Regions from separate parts of the Sus scrofa genome. Here region 2 is linked to region 1. The links are chromatin contacts, called in public HiChIP or PLAC-seq maps. All regions are on one chromosome and are shown on one strand. The core of a region is the stretch at or near the end of the contact, and the rest is flanking DNA. Distances in the headings are between cores, read along the strand shown.

Region 1 (6,286 bases), core at 751-3,250:
CGGGGCCTCCTTCGCAATCACTTTTATAATTCAGGAAAATAAGGAACAGCAGAAGTAAAAGAACTTCCTCCTTGTCCAGGCAGCAAGGCAACAGCAGAGCTTGAACTTGACTTATTTTTTTTTCTCAGGGAGAGGCGACGGGCTCTCTATACTCCTGAGAAATGAACTGCCAACCAGCAGATATTCCAGTTATTTGATTTGGGTGCTAGCGATGAAAAAAAAATGCATGTAACACTTTTTTTTTTTTTCTTCCCCAATCACTTAAGGGTGCTTTGGCTCCCACCCAAGTCTAGGAGAATGCAAGTAAGGAGACAAAGAGGGCCAGGGTGGGGCGTAGGGCCTCCCCTGGCCTCAAAGCTGAGTCACAGGAATCGCACCCCTGCAGAGGGCGAGGCCCTGGGGCAGGGGACACCGCACCCCGCCTTGGGGATGCTCCTTTACTGCAGCTACGCAGTAAAGGAATGCCTGTCCCCCTAGGTACCACCTAGGCCCTTAGTTACCAGGTTCCGGTGCCCAAGAGCAGGTTTGCGCGGCTGTTGCAAAAATCCATTATGACAGAACAGAGAAGGGGGAAAATGCATTATAAAGGAAGCGTTGCAGGGTGGGCTACACGCATTTTATTTTTCACCCTCACTGCGGTTAGGTGCACGGGTGGACGCCGGGTGGCGCCCCCTCCCCCGGGCCCAGCCCCCCTCCCCCTCAACGCCAGGCAGGGCCCGGACGCCGTTCCGCCGTTCCGGGGACCCGGCGCGAAGGGGTTAAGCGGGCCGGCGGGTGACATCACCTCATTTACATAGGAGCGCGCATATAGCGACAGCCACTGCGCCCCGCCCGGCACTCGGCGGCGGCCACTGCGTAGACCGGATTCCTCTCGCTCGCGCCTCGCTCCGGTGAGCCCCGGGGCCCCTGCCTCCTGCCCTCCGCTCCCCTTCCTGCCCCGCGCCCGCTCTCCCCGCCAGCATCCCCACAGCCGAGCCTGAGTCGTCCTCCCGGGAAAAGGCTGCTTTGGGGAGCTTGGGGATGCCAAACCCTTCCAGATGCTGGGTAGCCGGGTCGGGAACTCGGTGATTTTTTTTCTTTTTTTTAAGTGAAAACTGGCGTTTTGCTATGCAGCTTCGAAGGGAACATTTTTTCCCTTCCCCCAAAGGCGTTCTGCCTTGCCTCTTAGGCGGGTGATTAATAGGAACAGAAAGATCCTTTGTTCCAGCTCACACCCACCCAAGCGCGGGGCTTCGCAATCCCGTTTTGCCTCCAGCCCCGTGGGCTGCATCTGTTGGGGTTTAAGGCGGCTGGAGGCTGTGCTGTGAAATGTTGCAAAGGTCCTTCTCGCAGGGCAATGTGTGCGGTGCAGCCGAATGGCTCTGAAATGCAGATCAGGGTTGATCCAGAGGGTGCGGGGGCAGCTTTGTGCGCGGCTGGCTGCATTGTTGAGCGAGAGAGGGAGGAAGCGGGTAGGGCGGTGGTCGGCGGCGCCCGGCAGCAGCTGCCGCCTTTGTGACTAGAGAAGAAAGCAGGGCAGCCCGCATCTTTGGGAGAGAGGCCGTGGATAGAAAATGGAAACGCTTTGTGCCACCGTGGCTTCATTTTAAGAAGTTTTACTCGATTTTCTTGCCCTTAAACGCCAAACGGCTACGCTCTTCTCTGAAGTTGAAACGCTGCAGTTAACGAGCCACAAGGCTTAATTTCATTGTTCCGAAAGAGACAGCCTCCAAATGTGAGAGTTTATCTCACCTTAGAAGAGCCTCGGCTCGGTCCCCGGCCTTTTGAAATACTCAAAGGAGGTGGGGCGGGGGGGGGAGGCTTCTTTTTTTTTTTTTTTTTCTCTGTAGAAAGAGGAAGATCTTTTTTAGCCCAGAGTGAAAGCGGAAGGAGGCTGAGTTGGGGTTTCAGGCGGGAGAGGCAAGGGCAGAAGCGCATTTCTGGGCCCGGAGAGCCGAGGGTGGGTGGCTCGCCGTCAACCTCCCTCTTGGCTTTGTACCTTTGCAGCGTCCTCTGCAACCATGTCTGACAAACCCGATATGGCTGAGATTGAGAAATTCGATAAGTCGAAATTGAAGAAGACAGAAACGCAAGAGAAAAATCCACTGCCTTCAAAAGAAAGTAAGCAAGCCCCCCCCACCCCCTTTAAGAAAAAGCCAGGGCGGGGCGGGTAGGAGAGCTTGGGAGGGGCTGGGAGAAGAATTGGGGTGGGGGGCGGGGTGTGCGGGGGAGGAGCCCACAGGTTTTTGATGAATATGGCTTGGAAAGGTTAATTTAAAAGCGTTTTGCAGCCAACAAACACAGGGGTTTAATAATTTCCTAATGGAATGTGTAACAGACCATATTTACACATGTTCAGGTTCATGCACATATCGCATGATGGGCTGCCTCAGTTGTCCTTGGAGAATTTTTGTGATAAAGATGTTTTAAAACGAAAGTACGGGACTCCTATCCTAGGCTATACTGAATTCGCCTCGTCAGCCTCCTCCATCTTCTTTTTCTTTTTGTCTTTTTCTTTCCGGTCACAGCGATTGAACAGGAGAAGCAAGCAGGCGAGTCGTAATGAGGCGCGCGCCGCCAGTATGCACTGTACATTCCACAAGCATTGCCTTCTTATTTTACTTCTTTTAGCTGTTTAACTTTGTAAGATGCAAAGAGGTTGGATCAAGTTTAAATGACTGTGCTGCCCCTTTTCACATCAAAGAATGGCGAACTACTGACACGAAGGCCGCGCCTGCCTCTCCCATCTGCCTGGGTGGCTGGCAGGGAAGGAAAAGAACTTGCATGTTGGTGAAGGAGGAAGCTGGGTGGAATTTAGAGTAAAAAGCGAGCTGGTCCAAGGTGTCCTGCGGGCTGTAAAATGCAGTTTAATCAGAGTGCCATTTTTTTTTGTTCAAATGATTTTAATTATTGGAATGCACAATTTTTTTAATATGCAAATAAAAAGTTTAAAACGTGGCTGGTGTGATGGTCTGGTCTCTGAAAGGAGCGGCTTCCTCAGAGGAAACCTTGGCAAAAGGGCCAAAAGAGTGGGTGCGCTGGGAAGCAGGAGGTGACAGACATCTGGTAATTTGGGTAAATTCTCCGGAGACACAAATGGGTTTCATCCAGGTTTGAAATACCTCGCGTCTATGCTAGACACAAATGGGTTTCATCCAGGTTTAAAATACCTCTCGTCTATGCTAGACACAAATGGGTTTCATCCAGGTTTGAAATACCTCGCGTCTATGCTAGGTAACCGGGAGATGGGGTTTTTTTTTTTTTTTTTTTTTTTTGGTTTTTTTGTATTTTTTTTTAGGCTGATGGAATTCTTACTATCCAGAGTTGAATGAAAATTTTGATAAACATAAATTTGCAGTTCTTTTTAAAAAAGGGTTAAGCCAGCACTGAATCTCTTGCACACCTGATCAAGAACCCGAAGGTGGTGGTGATTCACAGGCACACTCTTTGTTTCAGGTGTCAAACAGCCAGGGGTATTGAGCCAATTGCGAATGCATCTTGTGAGATAAGGGAAAATTTAACATTTTTAATAACTGCTTTATAAAAGGATTCAAGAGCTGTGCTTCCTCTGTCTAATGGCTGGTTCCAATTGGAATTAAGTCGTTAAAATAGCTTTTATGAAATCGGTGTACTTGGGATGCATGATTAGGACTTAAGATGAATTCTCAATTTAGATAATGAAAAACTGTTGGATTTGAAGGACACCAGGGGGACAAGGATGAAATGGGTGCTGTTTAAAATCCAGTAGGATTTAATTGGCTCACCTCCAGGGCTTAGCTTTGAGTCCTTGATAACTTCTCAATCATTTGAATACACCTATTTAAACTGGTGGGTAAAAGCCAAGCCTTAGATTGAGGGGCCGTTAATAGGCAGAAAGGAAAACAAGCTATCTTAAGGTCTTGAGTGGATTCCTCCATTCTTACATAAGGAAGAGTGCAGGTATTTTTTCAAAAGAAAGAGTTACACATTTTATTAAAGTGGAGATGGCTTTTAAGGCTGGTACTCACTGAAGCTAAGATTGACAATGCAAATGTCCAAGATGTTAAACTGCCCCTGCCTTTAAAACCCTTTTTGAAGGAGTGGAGTGGAGGGCAAATTGGTGATTATTAAACAGGTTGATTTCATTTCCTTTGCTCAACACTTACTTTGAGAAATGCACAGGAAACCATTTACCTGTGGTTTAGACAATCAAGCAGACCATCGGCTAGAAGCCTGTATCTGCCTTGCAAGGGAAGGGATGGGTACAAAACCCGAAGGGCCTCAGCCTACTGGATGGATCGAGAAAAGAGCAGTGAGCACAAAGGTCTAGAGCCTTCTCGAGATGGAGCCCGGCCCTCCAGCCCTGCGTTTTCTCTTCCTGCCTGCAAGGAAGGGTGTGGGCAAAATGAAAATGCCCAAGGCACAAAGATAAACCAAGCACACGTAGGTTTTTGCTGTGTGCATTTTTCGAGCAGTGCAAAGATGAAATCCGATTGTGAGAAGCGGACCCAACTCTGGATTTCTCAGTTTTAAAACGAAAATGAGCATGAAGGGGGAATGGATGAGTCGTGAAGTGATGGGAGAGAAGACCCTTCTCTCCTGGGAGGACAAAGCTCTAATGTAGCCAAAAAAAAAAAAAAAGTAAACTGAAAAACCTGGTAAGGATTGAATTTTGGCTGCTTGGTGGTGGGAGGGGGTTCCAGAAGCTTCTGTATGTATCACACTGTACACTCAGCTGCTGCACATGGGAAATGGGGAGAGTGCTTTTTCTTTTCTTTCCTTTTTTTTAATGGAGGAAGAGAATTCTTTTTTCTTCCCGAGAGGGGATCTTCTCAGAGGGAGGACCGGGGCATTTCTGAATCAGTATGGGAACTTATATCCCTGCTACTTCCGAGCAGACAGTATTTTTCATCGACACCAAGGGGACCTGAAGGTCACGGGTAAAGTGAGGGATCCTTCCCACTGTAGGAGACCCTAGCCACTGCATCTTCCACCCCCCTCTCTCCCCAGGAGGAAACAGGCCCAGGGAATTTGCCTAAAAGCCCAAGGTCACACGGCCTGGGCTTTGCTGGGACTCCAGCTCAGTCTGAATTGATCAGGATCGATACAGCAAAAACAGAGGAAGTAAAAGAGGCTCACCGAAGGACATTGGGGACAGAGTCTTAGTCGTTTCTCCATGTCACCAATTCCTCCATCATCACAGCCACACTTTATAGTCTTCCCACGGAGGGAATGTGCAAGCTCCTTGATTGCTTCAGGAGAACAGCACAGCTTTGGGGCTGTTATCTTCAAGGCTTGTGTATGTGGGGGAGCTGGGGGAAGGCCTGTGCCTATGCGGGGCCTCTTCCACCCCTGGTGATCTCTGCAGCCTCCCACACCCCCCGTGACTTAGTTAGCGTAGCCTCTTTTCCGTGTCCCAGGAAGATCTGTTTATGTCCCCAAAGAAGCCTCAAACTCCTCCAGACACCAAAATAAAAGAATGCTTCTAATCCGAGGGGACCAATTTGGTGCTTTCTAGAAAGAACAGTGCATTTTGTAAACAACCTTATGGCCAAAAAATAAAAAGGAAAAAAATCTGGAGCCTTTCTGAGTGCGCTAGTGTAAATTGCAAACCGTGTTTCCTAACACGGAAAACGCTTCACTGCATCAGCGCTGGCCCAGCAAGAGAATAAGAAAATTACACTCCCCCCACCTCAATGGCTCCTTTTTTAAGAGTGGCTTACACGCCAGTCTAAGAGACTGAAATACACCCATTTGAAGTTCAACTATATTCTATTTGCACATAATGAGAAAACTAGATTACAGAGTTAGGACATGGCTGTGCAATGAACTAAGAAGAAAATGTGTTTCTAAAGACCTCCATTGACCTGGCTTCTTTTTTTCTTGGGAACTTGTAGTTTTTCTCTCTTTAGTCACATCCTTGTGCTAGTACCAGCCCAGCTCTTGGTATCTGAGGCTTTTGTGGGCAGGGTCCGTGCGGTCTATGTTCGTATTTGTGTATTTTTTGTTCAATGTCTGATAGCAGTAGGCATATATTAGGGTTTCAATAGACACTTCCCCTCTTTTTTTTTTTTTTTTTTTTGTCTTTTTGCCTTTTCTGGGGCCGCTCCCTCAGCATATGGAGGTTCCCAGGCTAGGGGGGCTCATCAGAGCAGCAGCTGCCGGCCTACTCCAGAGCCGCAGCAACTCGGGATCCGAGCCGCATCTGCGACCTACACCACAGTCCACGGCAGCACCGGATCCTTAGCCCCCTGGGCAAGGCCAGGGATTGAACCTGTGTCCTCATGGATGCTAGTCAGATTCTTTTCTGCTGAGCCATGATGGGAAC
Region 2 (6,075 bases), core at 3,070-5,569, 710 kb after region 1:
GCAGGGGAGGCAGCCTGGCATAGCCGCCTGGAGCTGTAAGGAAGTCATGCGGCAGGAGGACCTGGGAATGGCTTGTGGCCAGGCTCAGCCTCAGCCCCATGCAGTCAGCTGTGCCGACAGCAGGAGAGAGGGGACTGTTCCACCAGAATGTCGAGAGGGAATCCACAACCTGGAGTGCAGTCTCGCCCCTGGGGAATTCTTACTTTCCAGATGCATTTTTCAACAGCTGTTAAAGGTTGGGTTTGTGCCCCTCGCCGCACTTCCTCTACTGGAGTCCTAACCCCCCTGGGCCCCAGGATGTGATCTTATTTGGAAATGGGGTCTTTACAGCGGTAACAGGTTAAAATGAGGACATCAGGGTGGGCCCTGGTCCAGTGTGACCTTATTTATTTATTTTTTTGCTTTTTAGGGTGGCATCTGAAGCATATGGAAGTTCCCAGGCTAGGGGTTGAATTGGGCTACAGCTGCCGGCCTATGCCATAGCCACAGCAATGCTGGATCCGAGGATCCGAGCCATGTCTGTGACCTACACCACAGCTCACACACACCCACGGAGAAGGCCAGGTGAGGCCTGGGGTTGTGCTGCCACCAGCTGGGAGGGGCCTGGGCAGACCTTCCCTAGCTGCTTGGAGAGGGCACAGCCCTGCTGACAGCTTGAGCTTAGACCTCTGGCCTCCAGAACCTCGAGGTAATACACTTCTGTTGTTCTAAGGCGCCCGGTTTTTGGTACTGTGTACAGTAACCCTAAGAACTTAATGTAACTTCCTTACTCAGGAGGCTGTTCCCCTGACTGGGCTGGACGAAGGCTGCTAGTTGCCCTGGAATCACTCACATAGGTAAAGTCTGTTTGTTTATCTTTTTTTTTTTTTTTTTTTGCTGTGCTGGAGGCATGTGGAAGTTCCTGGCACAAGGATTGAACTAGTGCCACAGCAGTGACCTAGGCCTCTGCAGTGACCAAGCCAGATCCTGAGCCACAAGGTAACTGTAGTTAAAGCATGTCTATACTGGACTCTTGTCACTGTGAGAAGGCTAATTTATTCATCGGGGAAATGGGTGTGTTCTGTGTCTGGCTCACAGCACTGTTTTCTTTCACACTGATGGTCAGACTTGAGAGTTGAGAAGGCAACCGTAGAAATGTTTTAAGAAGGTGAGTGGTAGCAGGAGAAAGAAGTCAGATCAAGTCGTGTGGCACAGTATTTTTATATGCAGTGCTTTGCTGACCACAAGGCCACTGGAGTGAGAGAAAAACCACAGATATGTAAGTAATCACACACCACACGCAGCACCGGGCTGGCTTCTTTCACCCTGTGGGACTGCAGAGCAAGGCCCGCTCCGCTGTGGTGGGTTCCTCGTTCCCTCATCTGTCCAGATCTCTTTCAGCTCTAAACTCACATCACATCATGACCCATGATCTCATACCACAACATACCAACTGGGAGGGAATTTTTTAAGGTTCCATACGCACTTTGGATTCTGCTTTTCCGGCTGGCAAAAACTCCATTTCAAAAACTGGATTGTCATGGTGACCAACAATGACAAAGTAGAAGCTTCCAGACATCGTCCTCAATATACAGCTCCTAATTAAATGAAAGTAATACATATTTTCAGTACTCAATACTGAAAACCAAAACTGGTTAACAGGAAGTGAAGAACTCCATTTTTTGGTTTTACTTAAACCTGAATTGCAGAGGAGGTGGCCCCTAAGCTTGGCAGGCTTCCCAGTATACCACTGTAGATACACGGCTTTTGAATGATACAAATGATTTCTCTGTGATATGCAGAATCCAGTTCTAGATTTTCATAGGGAAACTAGAAGACCGCTACTATGAAATCACAGAAACAACACTGTCATGATCTGAAAGTGTGGAACAGCCAGGCTACACTTGGACGGGACCAGTTAGTAGCAGTGCTGACACCTGGAAAGATCATAAAGGATGCTGATTAGGAAATAATTGGCTTGCCTTACAAAGTTTCAGGAAGGATGTTTCTGAGGAAGCTAAAAACCACTCTCCTGCATGTCACCTACAGAAAGGCACGCCCCTCTAGCCTTCATCTGCAGACCGTGTGCAGTGTCCAGCTTCCTACCCGAGGGTCTATGCTAGGAATGCAACGCTGCACATGGAAGAGCTTGAGGTATGCCTCTCAGACATGTCAGTGAGAGGAAGAAACAGTACCACCCCCACCCCCCACTGCACCTGCAGTATATGGAGGATCCTTAACCCACTGGGCCCGGCTGGGGATCAGAACGGGAATACCAGAGAGACAGGTTAGATCACTAGCCCACTACGCCCCAGCAGGAACTCCAACAAAGTTTTATTTTCTAGAAAAGAGGGACGAAATCATATCCAAAAAGGAAGACATTCTGGGGCATTAAGAGGTCTCGGAACTGCGGTTAATAGGCTTGCTCAAGGAATATAAGAGAAAGTGGAGGAGAAATCAATGATTCCATGGCTTTTAGCACAAAATCTGGACAGACAGATGGACAGACATGGATTTATGTGAGTCTTTGGACTCAGACAAAGCTAGTTTCACGGTAGCTCTGGCACAGGAGCCAGGCTCGGTCCTGGTGCTTCATTGGCCACCGTCGGATTCCTTCTGGGAAATCAGGATGACCGTGACCATTGTAGCCCCTCACGGTGAGTCTGTGAGTCTGCGGACGACACGACCTAGAGGCCGCAAAGCGCCCAGGGCAGGGTCTGGCTCCCAGGCGGTGCTCAGGAAATGTTCCTTAAAACCCTGCGGAAGAGTGCACCCCCGACCCAGACGGGCCCAGGAAGCCTCCTGGGGTTGGGAGGAATCTGCTTAACTGGGAGCCTGCAGTCTCGGGGAACGTACTCTGAGGTGTGTCAGAACCCAGGGCTCATCAAGCCCCACTGGGCTTCCATGGGTTCACACAGAACGTGTGGTGAACTCCAGAGATCTGAAGTGTGTTTCCTGGGCAAACAACGTTTCATAGAGAGAACCAGGGCACAGCTGGCACTTTTCACTCTGCAACTGGCAGAAAAGGCAGATAGGAGACTCTCCTGGCATGACGAGGTGAGTCAGACGGAAAAGGTTATTTGGGGCAGGGGCTGGCACACCACCGTCTGTGGGCCTATCTGGCCTGGGCCGTCCTCTCCCTGCCACTGTCATCTAAGGCTGCTTCTGCCCACAGCAGCAGAGGGGGGCCGTCACCCAGAGACCATCTGGCCCTTTACAGAACATGGTGGTCCCTGTTTTAAGGGAAAGATGAGAAAAAGTAAAACTGGACACAAAAGGCGAGAGCGATACAAAAGCTATGGGGAAGGAGGCGAACTGGCAATAATTCTCAAGCAAAAGTGAAGGGAGAGGGATGGGAGCTTGAAACTTAACAAGGTGCACAGTGACATCATCCATTCCTGCTGGAACAGGTTTCATAGCTGGAGTTTGCCAAGGGGAGGGCTTACTTTCTTCCAAACAAACACTGAAGCAGCAGCAGGGGAAAAAAATCCTGTAAGGAAATTATGTCTGCCCCTACACACATTTAAGAAGCTGCACAAGACAATATAGTATAAGGAAGATCGCTCCACACGCACACACACACACACCTAGACGCCTGGGAGAGAAGCCCCGGGCTCAGAAGCGCGGGAGCAGCCGCAGAAAGGGGGCTGCGGGCCATGCGGCATAAAGGCGCCACAGCAAGCTGCCCACGGTGTTACCCCACACGCAGCTGAAGAGCCAGGCAGGCAGCTCCGTCCCTCTGACGAGGAGAAGCTGGAAGGGGAAGTGGGGGAAAAGGAAGCCGAGTCTCAGGAAGGGACTGGGGCTTACAGGGCGGGGCGGGCGCCGAGCCGGGCCCCACGCTGGGCAGCGTGCTGTCTGGGAGGAGGGAGGCTTGCTCCCCGGCTCACCCTTCCCCTCGCTGAAACAGGGGCCCTCCCAGCATCTCCAGGGCCTCGAGGAGCGGGGGTCGCTGCAGAGCTGGCACTGGCCTAACCGGGAGCTGAGGCTTCGAAGAGGCTAGAACCGAGGATGTTTCCGCACGTGTGGCTGAGGCGACGCAGGGGAACAGCAAGGCGACGCTGCTCTTCACCGAGAAAGGGAGGAGGAAAGGGAAGGAAGAGGGAGGAAAAGGGACAGGCCGAGTTTGAAAATGCGGTGGAGCCAGAACAGCCGCCCCTCCCCAAGGGGCCCACACCCTGAACCCGGGAGCCTGTGCGGGCTGCTTTACCGGGCAAAGGGCTCAGGCCGCTCAGCAGCAGCCCGGCCAGCGGGCGGGGCGGAGCCGGGGCGGCGGGGCGGAGCTGGGGCGGCGGGGCGGGGCCCCGGGGCCTCCGCTGGGGCCTTAAAGGGAAAGGGGGCGGGCCCGCCCCGCGCGGGGCGGAGCTGTGGGAGGTGGCCCAGGGAGCGACGGCGAGGCCGGCTACAAAGACGGAGGAAGAGGCCGCGAGTCAAGGAACGCGGGAGGTTCGAGAAGCTGGAGAGGGCGAGAACACCCGTTCTCCTCAAGCGCCTCCGGAAAGGACTGCAGCCCAGTGAGACTCGGGTTGGACCTCTACGCTACAGAACGGTAAGCTGCTAATGTGTGTTGTTTTTAAGACACTGAACTTGTGGTAACTTGTTAAGGCCGTAGTAGCAAACTAACACCGTCAAGCTGCAAAATCTGCGGGTATAAGAAAAAGTAAGTACCAGCAGAAAAGTAGAAGGTGCGTCCTCCACAGAGTGGGGACACAAGGAGTTTGTTTACCATGGGACTCGGGTTTCAAGGCCCTGTGGAAAGAGGGGGTGTGGGAGGCTGGCAGTGGTACCCGGAGGTGAAGCCACTCAGAGCAATATGTGGGGTGAGTCTGAAGAGAACCGCCACTGTGCTTTTCCAGCAAGTATCCCCTCTACCCACAGCAGCTGAGCACATAAAAAGTGCTCAGAGCTCACAGAAGGGTGTGTGTGTGTGTGTGTCTGGAACGGAGTATGATGTTGGAATACAGGAAGGGGAATGGAGGAACGGGAGGCATGGGTGGGGGGCGGGGGTAAGGAATAATTGGCCTCTGTAAGGGAGAGAACCTTCTGGAAGCTTCAGTGCCGAGGCCCTTTAAGGCCCTCAGGGGCCTGATTGATGACACCTGTGTTCAAGTCACAAGCTACACCTTTGTGAGAAGGTGTTAAGGTTATTAAGGTGCCAATGAAGAAACCCTCCCTTCCAAGGGACAGCACTCCCACCTGTGGTGAAAACAGCAGTCTCTGGTGGATGGAGTGACAGCTACTTTCAAGAGAGGCAACTGAAGGACTCAACAAGGACTTGCCTGAGGTGGAAGAGCACGTGTGTAGGACGTAAGGAGGAGGGCCCTAACTAGTAAGGAGCAGAAAAAAGGACCGGGAAACTGAGGCTAGCACCAGAAGGGCAAAAGCCCGAAACGAGCTGACATCTGTGGAATAAATACGTTAAGAAAACAAAAGCCTTTCTAGGCTACAATCAGGAAAAAGCAAGGGAGAAGGTCGATTACCTCAAGCACCTGGTACCTAACGGCCAGAGGACACAGGTGTGCAGAATTGCAGTCTTCTCAAAGAATGATTTTCAGGAGTTCCCGTCGTGGCTCAGTGGTCATGAACCGGACTAGTATCCATGAGGACACAGGCCTCGCTCAGTGGGTTAAGGATTTGGCGTTGCCGTGAGCTGTGGTGTAGGTCACAGACACGGCTCGGAGGCTGTGTTGCTGTGGCTGTGGTGTAGGCCAGCAGCTGCCGCTCTGATTTGACTCCTAGTCTGGGGGTGTGGCCTTAAAAAGCCAAACGAGAAAAAAAAATGATTTTCACACAGCAAGTGGGGAAGAAATAAGGCTAGGCAAGCTGTGAACCTCAAGACAGGTAAGTTAAAGAAATATCTAGACCTTTCAACGAAGTCTTCCCCTCTCTGCAAATGAGGTATGTTGGGCTAACAGCTGTGGTTCTCTAACTACTGATCACTGACTTTGCAGAAATCCCAGGAACAGAAAAGCGCCCTGCTGCCAGAGTAACTGCTACTCCAACTTGAAACAAAAAAGGTTATCTCCCAGTTTGCAGCTGAGTACTTCCCAAGAGATGAAATTACCAACAGAAATATGTATCAAATGCCTGTCTTTG

What was found. HiChIP or PLAC-seq counts read pairs in DNA pulled down with a chosen protein or histone mark.
Region 2: an H3K27ac HiChIP or PLAC-seq map of alveolar macrophages shows a contact between it and region 1. The contact joins the promoter of OFD1 here to the promoter of TMSB4X in region 1. A contact is called at or near these places in 1 of 5 promoter capture datasets (liver) and 1 of 2 datasets of contacts at active chromatin or transcription factors (alveolar macrophages).

The regions. Positions count from the first base shown.
Region 1 is chrX:9,648,726-9,655,011 of Sscrofa11.1, forward strand. It overlaps TMSB4X (thymosin beta 4, X-linked), which reads left to right and starts at 2,001. Exons shown (of 2, transcript NM_001044555.1): 1 at 2,001-2,100; 2 at 2,508-2,542. The coding sequence starts at 2,001. The coding sequence ends at 2,542. It overlaps LOC100511794 (a long non-coding RNA gene), which reads right to left and starts at 678. Exons shown (of 3, transcript XR_002340577.1): 1 at 1-678.
Region 2 is chrX:10,357,084-10,363,158 of Sscrofa11.1, forward strand. OFD1 (oral-facial-digital syndrome 1 protein) reads left to right here and starts at 4,320. Exons shown (of 23, transcript XM_021079582.1): 1 at 4,320-4,528. TRAPPC2 (trafficking protein particle complex 2) reads right to left here. Exons shown (of 5, transcript NM_001244809.1): 2 at 1,466-1,577. The coding sequence starts at 1,558.